2 separate regions of the Oryctolagus cuniculus genome follow, and region 1 is linked to region 2. A link is a contact called in public Hi-C data. All regions are on one chromosome and are shown on one strand. Each heading gives the region's core, a stretch centred on a gene start, on an enhancer-like site or on the middle of the called end of the contact. The rest is flanking DNA. Distances are from core to core; before and after follow the strand shown.

What was found. A called contact is a pair of places that touch in the nucleus more often than the background predicts.
Region 1: a contact with region 2 is called in a Hi-C map of an unstated tissue, with 5 times the contacts expected there. The contact joins two enhancer-like sites. A contact is called at or near these places in 2 of 6 Hi-C or Micro-C datasets (ear pinna and an unstated tissue).

Annotation. Positions count from the first base shown.
Region 1 is chr15:65,164,868-65,170,344 of mOryCun1.1, forward strand. It overlaps VCL (vinculin), which reads left to right. Exons shown (of 21, transcript XM_002718406.5): 15 at 2,031-2,139; 16 at 3,256-3,558; 17 at 5,060-5,184. Among named protein-coding and RNA genes, the nearest start is that of AP3M1, 40 kb to the right of the region's middle. Within about 2 kb of position 2,789, at least 1 of the 8 cell types and tissues checked has an H3K27ac peak or open chromatin away from gene starts, as enhancers often do.
Region 2 is chr15:64,917,007-64,923,047 of mOryCun1.1, forward strand. No RefSeq gene overlaps it. Among named protein-coding and RNA genes, the nearest start is that of CAMK2G, 15 kb to the left of the region's middle. Within about 2 kb of position 4,340, at least 4 of the 8 cell types and tissues checked have an H3K27ac peak or open chromatin away from gene starts, as enhancers often do.

The sequences.
Region 1 (5,477 bases), core at 1,539-4,038, 250 kb after region 2:
CAGCGCGCCGGCCGCGGCGGCCATTGGAGGGTGAATCAACGGCAAAGGAAGACCTTTCTCTCTGTCTCTCTCTCTCACTGTCCACTCTGCCTGTCAAAAAAATAAATAAATAAATAAAATAAAAATAAATAACCAAGGTATAACTAGTAAGTTTGGGAATAAAAGATTTGAAGCAAAGCCAGTTGGACAGGAATTAAAGCTCTATTAAGTGATTGATTTTCTTAAAAATATCAGATCAGCATCATTTACTGTGATGCTTCTGTAGTTTTTCTTCTATTCAAATTATAGGAAAATCCATTTTTTCATTGATTTATTCAGAAGATATTTCTTTAGTACTTGTGGTAACACTAGGAAATGTGATAAGCTTTACAAATATGTGAGGCTGGCTTACGTGGGGACTTACGGGGAGAAATGGAGAAAATAAGCACATCTCTTAATCAACTTTTGCCTATGTGGCGTGTTAACAGATTAACACATTAGATTCTCTTGAAAAGAGGGTTTCATCCAAATTTAAAAAATTTTTTTTCATAAAATATGAACGTGTCTAACTTTCTTTAAATATATCCATAAAACATGGGACAATAAGCACGGATTTCAGTATGAAATGGAGATTCCTAAAAAAGAATCAGAAAACTACTTATGCCACCAACTATGGAAAGAATGAGGACTTTGGAGACATACTTGGGTTTGAATCCTCTGTGACCTTAAGGCTTAGTTTCCTTATCTGTAAAATGGGCCTAATTCATTTCTAACTGATTATTTTGAGGAGTAACAGTGCATTGTGGCCGGCGCCACTGCTCACTTGGCTAATCCTCCACCTGCGGTGCCGGCACCCTGGGTTCTAGTCCCAGTTGGGGCGCTGGATTCTGTCCCGGTTGCTCCTCTTCCAGGCCAGCTCTCTGCTGTGGCCCGGGAGTGCAGTGGAGGATGGCCCAAGTGCTTGGGCCCTGCACCCACATGGGAGACCAGGAGGAAGCGCCTGACTCCTGGCTTTGGATCAGCATAGCGCACTGGCCGTAGTGGCCATTTAGAGGGTGAACCAATGGAAAAGGAAGACCTTTCTCTCTCTCTCTCTCTCTCTCTCTCTCACTCTCACTCTCACTCTCTCTCACTGTCTAACTCTGTCAAAAAACAAACAAACAAAAAAAACAGTGCATTGTATATGGCCTGCATATTAATGGGTACTCAGTAAATGTCATTTCCTTCTTCCCCAAGTGCTGTTGCTAAATTTTTTTAAGGATTTATTTGAAAGGCAAAGTTACAGAGAGGCAGAGAGAGAGATCTTCCTTCTGCTGGTTCACTCCCCAAGTGGCCATAATGGCTGAAGCTGCACTGAGCTGAAGCCAGGAGCCTGGAACTTCTTCCAGATCTCCCACTGGGGTGCAGGGGCCCAAGAACTTGGGTCATCTTCCACTATTTTCCCAGGCACTGCAGGCAGCGGCTTTACCCACTATGCCACAGCACCAGTCCCCTGCTGTTGCTAATTAGCTGGGACTTCTTGAGCAAGTCATTTAGATTTTGTGAGTCTTGTTTTTTGCATCTACAAAGTGAAGATATTGCCTGTCCTGTGTCTCTCACAGGGCTGTTGTGAGGATTCAGTAAGATAATAAATGTGGGAGGGAAAAGATAATGGATGTGAAAGCATTTTATTAACTGTCAACATGTATTTTTATTAATATTATTCCTAAATGAGTTTTGAGTAGGTTTTCCGTTTCTTTGTTAAGGGTGCCTCTTTAGATGGAAGAGTTGACATCCAAGGTTACATATATGTCAGTTTTGTACATGTTCTTCTGAAGTCTCATGTGAACATACATTCACTTTGTCACTTTTTTACCCTCTTAAAATCAAACCTTTGAGTGGAGGCCCCATTCTGAGAAGCTGTAAGAGCAAACCGAATGTGTTCAGTCTGACAAAGGCGGTTTTAGGTTTTCTGGCGCCACCTGGAGGCAAAGAGGGAGAAGTGTCTCTGAAGGTTGTATTTTGGGTGTGAGGGGTACTCGGGTGTTTAAATGTTGCGTTGTCATTGCCAGGTTGTCTCAGCGGCTCGCATCTTACTTAGGAATCCTGGAAACCAAGCAGCTTATGAACATTTTGAGACCATGAAGAACCAGTGGATTGACAATGTGGAGAAGATGACAGGTAGAGTTTTGTGTGCAGTGCTTGTTGTCTAATCCGTGAGGAATGAGTTCTGAGAAACTTGAGCAGGACCGGTTAAGTTACTCAGCTGTAGTGGGATAAAGGATCAGTCATGTGCTCAGCAGTGAACTTGGCCCTGATTAGGGCTGCCGAGCAGCCGCGGCTTCTGATTCAAGCTTTGCAACTTTGTCGGAAGAGAGACTCTTTGAGCCTTTTATTTTAATGCTGCCCTCCCAGTGTGATGTTTATGGTTACAGTTCCTATTTCTCTTTGAATAGTGTCTTTGCCCAGTCTGAGCCAGAGTTTGGTTTCAGAGGCTGGGAGTCGGTGTCTTTGGATACAGTAAGTCTCCCTGTCATTTTCAGTCGGTTCACATTTCAAGGAACCACAATAGCTACCATTTAATACAACTTGTCTCAGAGTTCCCTCCGACTTTATCGACCATGCTGTTTTTTAAAAAGGGAGAAACCAGCCACCCGCGAACCTGTGCCCGTTCGACTGAAGTGGCACCTCTGAATCTTCTTCATTCTCTGTGCAGGGAGGGATAGGCAGGAAGGGACGAAGCGCGGAATGTAGGCTCTTCCCTGCCTGTGCAGGACCTGCTGTGACAGGGGCTGTAGCAGCCAGAAATGAAAGTGGAGCTCCTGAGGAGTCTGAAGAGGTAACGGAAACCAGAGCCGCCGGTTAGGGTTCTTGGAGTTCTGCGCGTGGCTCACCTTGGGCACCACAAGCTGCCAACAAGCAACAGATGGCCGGGGAGTGAGACGAGAAGGGAGGAAATGTTATTAACAGATAACATGGTGGCGATGCGGTGCCGGTGTCAGACGCAATCCTTGCTTACTCCTGATGCTGCTGCATTGCCGGCTGTCTGTAGATGCGAGAAGGCCAGTGCCCATGGTTGGTATAAATGCTGCAAGTCCGTTTGGCTTCTGGCTGTGTCCTCACTGAATTTTTATACTGTGGTGTTCCTGGAAGTTTTTGACTGCATAGAAAAAACTTGGAGCTGAAGGAGAAAATTCTGGGTGTTACACTTTCTCAGGAGAAACCGGAGTGGACAACAGTGTTTTGGAGGCTCTGTTCTTGTAAAACAGAAACCAAATTCCATTTCTGTTCTGACAGGGCTGGTCGACGAAGCCATTGATACCAAATCTCTGCTGGATGCTTCCGAAGAAGCTATTAAAAAAGACCTGGATAAGTGTAAGGTAGCCATGGCCAACATTCAGCCGCAGATGCTGGTCGCGGGGGCAACCAGCATTGCTCGTCGGGCCAACCGAATCCTGCTGGTGGCTAAGAGAGAGGTGGAGAACTCTGAGGATCCCAAGTTCCGTGAGGCTGTGAAAGCCGCCTCTGACGAACTGAGCAAAACCATCTCCCCAATGGTGATGGACGCAAAGGCTGTGGCTGGAAACATTTCTGACCCTGGTAAGCAACAACGCATGGTGTGGTTCACCTCAGCTAGGTTAACTCAGGGAAGATGGTGAGAGAATATGTACCCTACAGCCACCAAATACAAGGCCTGTGCACAAAAACTATAGATGCCTAGTCTGTAGTCTCTGCAGTGTTGATGGGCTTGTGGTCAGCTAGTGTCTTCTGGATCATCTTCTCTTTGCTTCTTTAATGTTGTCTGGCTAAATAGCTCCTGGCCCTCTTCAGTCTTTATTTTGGAATTTTCTAAAAAGGTGCATGGCAACCAGTTTATCACCCATTTAGGTTATATAACTGGCATAATGTCTTTTATGCTATTCTCCTCTCCTTTTTCTCTTTTCTTATTTGAGAGGCAGTGTCACACACACACACACACACACAGATGGAGTGAGAAAGAGAGAGCACTCCCATATGCTAGTTCACTTCCCGAATGCACACAAAGACTGAGACTGGACTAGGCCAAAGCTGGGAGCTGGGAACTCAATCCAGTTTTCCCATGTGGGCAGCAGGAACCCAGTTTCTTGAGATATCACCATTGCCTCCCAGGGTCTGTATTGGCAAGAAGTTAGAGTCAGGAGCCACAGGTGGGCAGGTATGGAACCCAGGTACTTTGATATGGGATGGCTGTCCTAACTGCTAGGCTAAAAACCTGCTTGTTTTGGGATTTTCTTTAAATGTGTTTTCTTTGCAAACTGTTTTCTATTTCCATCCATTCTGGAAGGCTTTAGTTGACTTCTGGATCTGTTAGATCCTGCATCAAATTATCTGGATTTTCTTCAGCAGTAATTTGATCAATTTTTCCATGCTCCTAAAGCAGATATTAATTGGGGCCACTCCTTTGATTGGAATCACCTGAAATCCTTCTGGTTCCGAGCATCCAGTGTTTCTAGCCATTTCTATGAGTAGAATCCAGTCAGTTTGAAAGAGTGCTTGTCCTATTTACCCCCAACCCAAGCAGAATCTAATATCCTCAGTCTGCCATCACTAATGACAAGCTTAGTTTCCTAATTCAAGTTTCTGATGCCTTGACTAGATTCCAGAATTCCAGGCGCCTGGACTTGGCCGCCACAGCCCACTGTAAGGGTTAACATGCTGAGTGGCGAGTAGAGCCAAGGAGCAGGGAGAGAGGACTGCGAGGGACTCTCCATCCAGCCTGAAACTGACATCTCCCAGGTGCTGAGTCAGGCACACTTCCCTCTTGACTACCTCATCATAAGAGCGGGGATGGGGGCTGCCTGAGCCCCAAATGGCCACACCCCAGAGTCTCCTGAAGACTTGTTAAGCAGTAGCGCCAAGAAAACACCCGAACACGACAGGAACAGTTGGCTTGTGACACGTCCTGCCCTGCGCAGGCCCTGCCTTGCTCCCCTCCAGTCACTCCCTGTGTTCACTGGCAGCCTCACGTGCAGCTCTTGTTACTGGAAACCAGCCCTGCTGCACAGACAGTACTTCAGGGCACTGGGCTGCTCAGCTGAAAAGGAGGGTGTCTTGTTTTTAGGGCTGCAAAAGAGCTTCCTGGACTCGGGATACCGGATCCTGGGAGCCGTGGCCAAGGTCAGAGAAGCCTTCCAACCTCAGGAGCCTGACTTCCCGCCTCCCCCACCAGATCTCGAACAGCTCCGTGTAAGTCAACTCAGAGGGGTGGGGAGAACGGGGCCGCATGGTGTTGGGGCAGGAGCCAGAGAAAGATGGCCTGTATTCTAGAGCCTCGGTCGTGAGGTGGCTTGGCTCAGCCTTTACTTGGAGCCTAGTGGGAGGTGGATACGGACTTTGCATCTCAGTCTCGAGGTTTCATAATATGCATGGGTCAGTCAGTGGCTGTGGCACTGGCTTGCTGTGATGGGCAGTGAGTGACTGGAGCGGAAGAGCTGGCTTTGGTAAGTGTGGATGTGGTGAGTGATTGGTGGTGAGTGTGG
Region 2 (6,041 bases), core at 3,090-5,589:
ATCCTTAATTCTAGTCAATTATGGTTTTCTTCCCACTCCCACAATGCCCCTGCTTTTGCAGACATGCTCCATGTACTTAGGCATATACATCCTTAGATAGATTCACTCATCAAATAGCCACAACAGCCAGAGCTAGACCAGGCCAAAGACAGGAGCTATTAATTCCAACCTTATCTCACATATAGGTAGCGGGGGCCCAAGTGCTTGGACTATCTTCTCCTGTTTTCCCAGGCACATCAGCAGGAAGCTGGATAAGAAGCAGAGTAGCTGGGACTCAAATTGACACTCCAATATAGGATGCCAGTGTCACAAGCAGCAGCTTCACCCACTGCCCTAGGTTGTTAGTAGCTCTCATCTCTGATAGTATTTTTTTCAAAGATTCGTTTTATTTATTATTTGAAAGACAGAGTTACAGAGAGGCAGAGGCAGAGAGAGAGAGAGAAAGAGATATTCCATTCACCGGTTCACTCCTCAGATGGCTGCAACAGTTGGAACTGTGCTGATCATAAGCCAGGAGCCAAGAGTTTCTTCCGGATCTCCCATGCAGGTGCAGGGGCCCAAGCACTTGAGCCATCTTCTGCTTTCCCAGGCCATAGCAGAGAGCTGGATCAGAAGTGGAGCAGCCGGGACTCGAAGCGACACCAGTATGTAATACTGGCACTGCAGGTGGTGGCTTTACCCACTATGCCACAGTGCTGGCCCCCTTATTTTAATCTTCATAACATGGGGCCGGTGCTGTGGTGTAGCGGGTAAAGCTGCCGCCTGCGGCGCCGGCATCCCATATGGGCGCCGGTTCGAGTCCTGCCTGCTCCTCTTCCCATCTTGCTTTCTGCTGTGGCCTGGGAAAGCAGTGGAGGATGGCCCAAGTCCTTGGGCCCCTGCACCCGCGTGGAGACCTGGAAGAAGCTCCTGGCTCCTGGCTTCTGATCGGCGCAGCTGCAGCTGTTGCAACCAGATGGGGAGTGAACCAGAAAGCCTCGCTCTTGCTCTTGCTCTCTCTGCCTATCTGTGTAACTGACTTCCAAATAAATACATACATCTTAAAAAAAAAAAACTCACTCCTAAAACTTGAATTAAAAAAAAAATCTTCATAACAACCTTACAAATAAGTAATATTATCTCCATTTTACTTACTTATTTTGAAAGATTCATTTGTTTATTTGAAAGTAACAGAAAGGGAGAGACACAGAGAGATAGAGAGAGAAATCTTTCATCCACTGGTTCACTTCCCAGATGTTCACAACATCCAGGTCTGGGCCAGGCTGAAGCCAGGACCTAGGACCCCCAGCTAGGTCTCCCACATGGATGGCAGGGGCCCAACACATGGACCATTACCCTCCACCTTCCTACTTGCATTATCAGGAAGCTGGATTAGAAGCTGAGCAGCCAGACCTCAAGCAGGCACTCCAGTATAGGATTCTGTTGTTGCAAGTGGTGGCTTAATCCACTGCACCACAATGCCAGCTCCATCTCCACTTTGCAGATGAGAAAACTGAGGCACAAAGAAGTTGCACTGATTCCTTGAATGTAGCCCTTGAAATGGCTGACACCTGATTGTAGGCTCACTTTTTTTTTTTATAAATAATTTTTTAAAAATTTATTTGACAGGTAGAGTTATATATATATAGAGAGAGGACCTCCTTCCGTTGGTTCACTCCCCAAATGGCTGCCATGGCCGGCACTGGGCCGATCTGAAGCCAGGAGCCAGGTACCTCCTCCTGGTCTCCCAAGCGGGTTCAGAAGCCCAAGCACTTGGGCCATCCTTCATTGCCTTCCTGGGCCGCAGCAGAGAGCTGGACTGGAAGAGGAGCAACTGGGACTAGAACCCGGCGCCCATATGGGAGGATTAACCAAGTAAGCCACAGCGCCGGCCCCTCACTTTTTTTTTTGACAGGCAGAGTGGACAGTGAGAGAGAGAGACAGAGAGAAAGGTCTTCCTTTGCCGTTGGTTCACCCTCCAATGGCCGCTGCGGCTGGCGCACCGCGCTGATCCGAAGCCAGGAGCCAGGTGCTTCTCCTGGTCTCCCAAGCGGGTGCAGGGCCCAAGCACTTGGGCCATCCTCCACTGCACTCCCTGGCCACAGCAGAGAGCTGGACTGGAAGAGGAGCAACCAGGACAGAATCCAGTGCCCCGACTGGGACTAGAACGCGGGGTGCTGGCGCCGCTAGGCGGAGGATTAGCCTATTTAGCCTCATTGCTGGCCCACTTTTTAAAAATGTTAATTTTTGCCTCCTGGTTTAGCTCATAGGTTCCTTGAGGGAAGAGCCCTTGTCCTTTTCTCCTCATAGTTCCCTTGCTTCTCTCTTCCCAGCTTTCCCCAGAGCACTCTGTGCTGCACCTAACGAGTGCTTCTGCAGTTGGGTCTGTTGGATGGCTGGTCCATTGTTGTTATGGCCCACTTTTCTTGCTGGTGGTGCCATCTTGACTGCTCTTGATTTGGGTCCCAACGAGGGAGATCAAGGAGATCCTGGGTGAGGGAACTGGGCTTCCACCCCAAAGGGCAGTGATTCTGCTTGTCCACTAGAGGCCGCCTTAAGCCCAGTTTTAGAGAGCCAGCAATTCAGCCCACCCCACCTCAGGGGTCATCTCCAACCCCAAGTCTATCCTAGAACCCAAGGCCTCAGAGACAGTCTGCGGTTCTTCCCACAGATCATCAGAGTCTTATACCAGAGATGAGCTCCAGAGTGAAAACAGCTGGTGGCAGCAGGATAGCATGATGTCCCGGCTGGTTCCAGCCGTCTTTCAATTTGCCAGGTCTGCAAATGGACACTGAGTGCCTTACGAAGCACCAGCTGTGTACCACACAGAGTGTTAGAGTCTGGGGAACAATGCAGACTCTGTCCCTGCTCTCCCAGCTGTCAGGATATAATGAGGTAAGCACGCCTGAAATTGTTGCATTGTGTGATAGGCTGCTGATGTGATTTCTGTTCCAGGGCTGGCTCTTGGGTTTCTCTGCACTGTGGATATCGCATGGGAAAGCTACCTGCTTGAGGGAAAGGAGGCCGTCGTCAAAGAAAAAGAAAAGAAAGAAAGAAAAAGAGAACCTTGGCCAGCTTTTGGAAAGACACTGCAGAGCTCACTCCTCTACGGATGTGGAAGGATTCCCTGTGTCTTTGGGCATCTCTGAGGCGTCTGAGGTAGAGGTGGGCACTGGAGATGAGGAAGCGCCAGGCCAACCTGATGCTGTTTTGCTGTTTTCCTTTCTTTAAGCAGCCTGGGAAACAAGCAGATACTCCAGATTTTGGGGTGTGAGTCAGTCTGCTGGCTTTCTCACTGATTTCTCTTTGCCTCTTTCTTGTCTTAGTTCCTTTTTCTCAGATCGTCCGTCAATCAACATATTCACGAAATGAATATTGTGTGAATATGAGATGAAATGTGGTATTCAGGGCATTTTTTTTTTTTCACCCAGAAGCATGTGGTCAGGGAAGTTAGAGCAGCACTGGAGAGGTAAAACAGAGAGAAGAAAGAGATGGTTACAACAAAACTGGAGAGATAAGATAGAAGGAAGAAGACAGACTCCCACGCAATGCAGCATTTTTATGAGTGCAAGTTGGTTGTTGCAGTTGCTGCTGGGCCTGATGGGTCTGGAAAGACTGCCTTCCTGAGCAAGCTGGCTGGGGCCTTCCAGAAGCTGCCCTCAACAGGCCCAGCAGTGGGTTTCTTTGCAAGGAGTATTCTCAGAGGACAGATGGACAGGCCAAAGCCCCTCCGCACCTAGCTGTCATTCTGCTGTGCCTGGACAAGGGACTCAGAGGCCTCTGAGCTCAACATTCCTGAGAAGCAGCTTCTGAGTCAGAGCCCCAGAAAGAGCTGAGGCAGCTTCAGGCTGGAGTCTTGGCTCCGCTTTCCCCCTTTCTGTCCAAAAACAACTCCCTCCCTAGCTATTTGGATGTGACCAGAAACCCAAGCAGGGTTCTAGGGTAGGAGCCTGGCTCAGCCAAAGTCCATTAAATGGATTTGGCTACTGCACCCCACTTTCGGGCTATGGCTGTCAGGTAGAGGCATGTGCCCAGTGACACCTGCAGCAGGAAGTCCAAGGGCCAGGTGCCTATAAGTCATGGCCCCCAGTGTGGCAATTGTTGGGGTGTCTCTGGGGAGGGGGGTTCAGAATTAGGACTTGGCTTGAATTAAAGACAGCAGTGTTCCCCAGGCAATCTGCCAGTGCCTCCTCACTGCCTGGGCGTGGGGCCCAGGACATGCCAGGGCAATGCCAGGGAGCTGACTCAGGGGGCGGCACGAGGGGAACAGAAAAACCCTTCCCACCCACCAGCTAAGAGAGCAGACAAAGCTACCCTGAGGTCCCTGTGACGCCCTAGTCTGGTGGTGCCAGACCACCTAGAGGCTCTGTGTGCGAGTTCCCTCTTCAGACCCCAGATCCATGCCTCATAATGCCTGGGGCCATCAGCAGAAGGTCAGGGCTCCCTCTCATTCCTGGAGTTCCCCTGTCTCTGTGAAGCCCTCCAGGTGCACAGTTCTGGGTCCCCATACCTTCCACAATTGATTCAGGGCCTGCCATTGCCACTTTCTTATGACTGACAGTAAGCAAGTCACTTACCATGGTGACACCTAGACTCCCTTTATTTCAGGGAGATGGATAAAACCTGTGTGCCCTATAGAACTGCAGCAAGGATCAAAAGAGATAATGTCTATGATGGTACCTTGCAAACCATAAAGCACAGCTGTGGTAACAGATTATTGTTGTCATGATTATGCCTCAGACAAGAATTCCAGCCTTTGGCCCTGCACCTCAGAGTCTTCGAGTCTTTTTTTTTTTTTTTTTCTTTTCTTTTTTCATCTGACAAGTTGCTCTGAAGCAGTGCTGAAATCCTAACCCAGTCCTGAGCCAGGAGTCTTGACACAGGCTCATTTGCCTGGTGCAATGGTGCCAACCCAGGGAAGCAAGCCCCACTCCCCAGCTCTGTTAAACCGGTTCTTTCTCTTCTAATCAGACTCCTCCAGTCCAGTTTGCCTGCAGTGATGGCAAAGTAACTTAAAATAGCACAGGCTCTGCAAACACCGCTCAAGACTGGGCTTGGGGCATGAGGTGCTGCTGTTACCCGCGGGCCTGTCTGGGCATCACAGCCAGGCACAGTCCTCCACCCTCCACGGTCTGGCCTGTCTTTATGCAGCACCAGAATGACAGGGCCTGCTGTCAGCACTTTGGGTGGCTGAATTGGATGACTATTTAGAAAACTGGCTTGGCTCAGGGTGCCAGGGGAGGGGGCTTTCTGTTTTTCTCGGGGCTCTCATGCCTGCACTCTTGGGATTTCTCCTTGTACCAAGAGGTCAGGTGAGCTGGGCTAAGAGTAAGCAGCTGTTGTTGTGGCCCTGAGGAGGGCTGTGGACTGGGTAGCAGACAAGTCTGATTCTGTGGACCCTGCAGCCAGCAGGCCTTGGCTTGTCGCTATAGCTACAGAACCAGTTTGGTGTGTAGCTGCTAGGGTGCCTCTCTGTGGGCTGCTGGGCTTGTCTCAGCCCTCAGACTTCCCATGGGGCCTTCATATGACTTACCCTGGTGGGAGTGGTGGCTTCCAGGACAGATGCAAATGAGGAAGCTTGCAGCAGGGAGCCATGGGTAAGAATTGCTGTTCTAGCAGGAACATTCATCATTGCTGAGTCCTTCTTGAATTCCCTTTATTTTAAGCAGTCATTTCTATTTGGCATAAGTCTCCATCCTTAGAACTTTCTCATCCAGCTTTCAAACACTTTAGTTATGTGTTCCTTTCCTGAGTGCTTGCTGTAAGAAAGACAAAGTCTTAGTTTATGTCAGCATTCCAAATTGATGGTCTATTGGCCAAATACAGCCTTCAGATTTATTTTTGTTGATATCTACAATTTCAGTTGGGAAATTTTAATATTAAATAATCTAAATTTCATGGTGAGTGTTGTGATACAGCAGGTTAGGCTGCTGCTTGGGATGCCTGCATTTCGTATTGGAGTGTCAGCTCCAGTCCTGGCTTCTCTGCTTCTGATTCAACTCCTTGCTAAAACACTTGGGAAAGCAGTGGAAAATGGTCCAAGAACTTGGGCCCCTGCCACC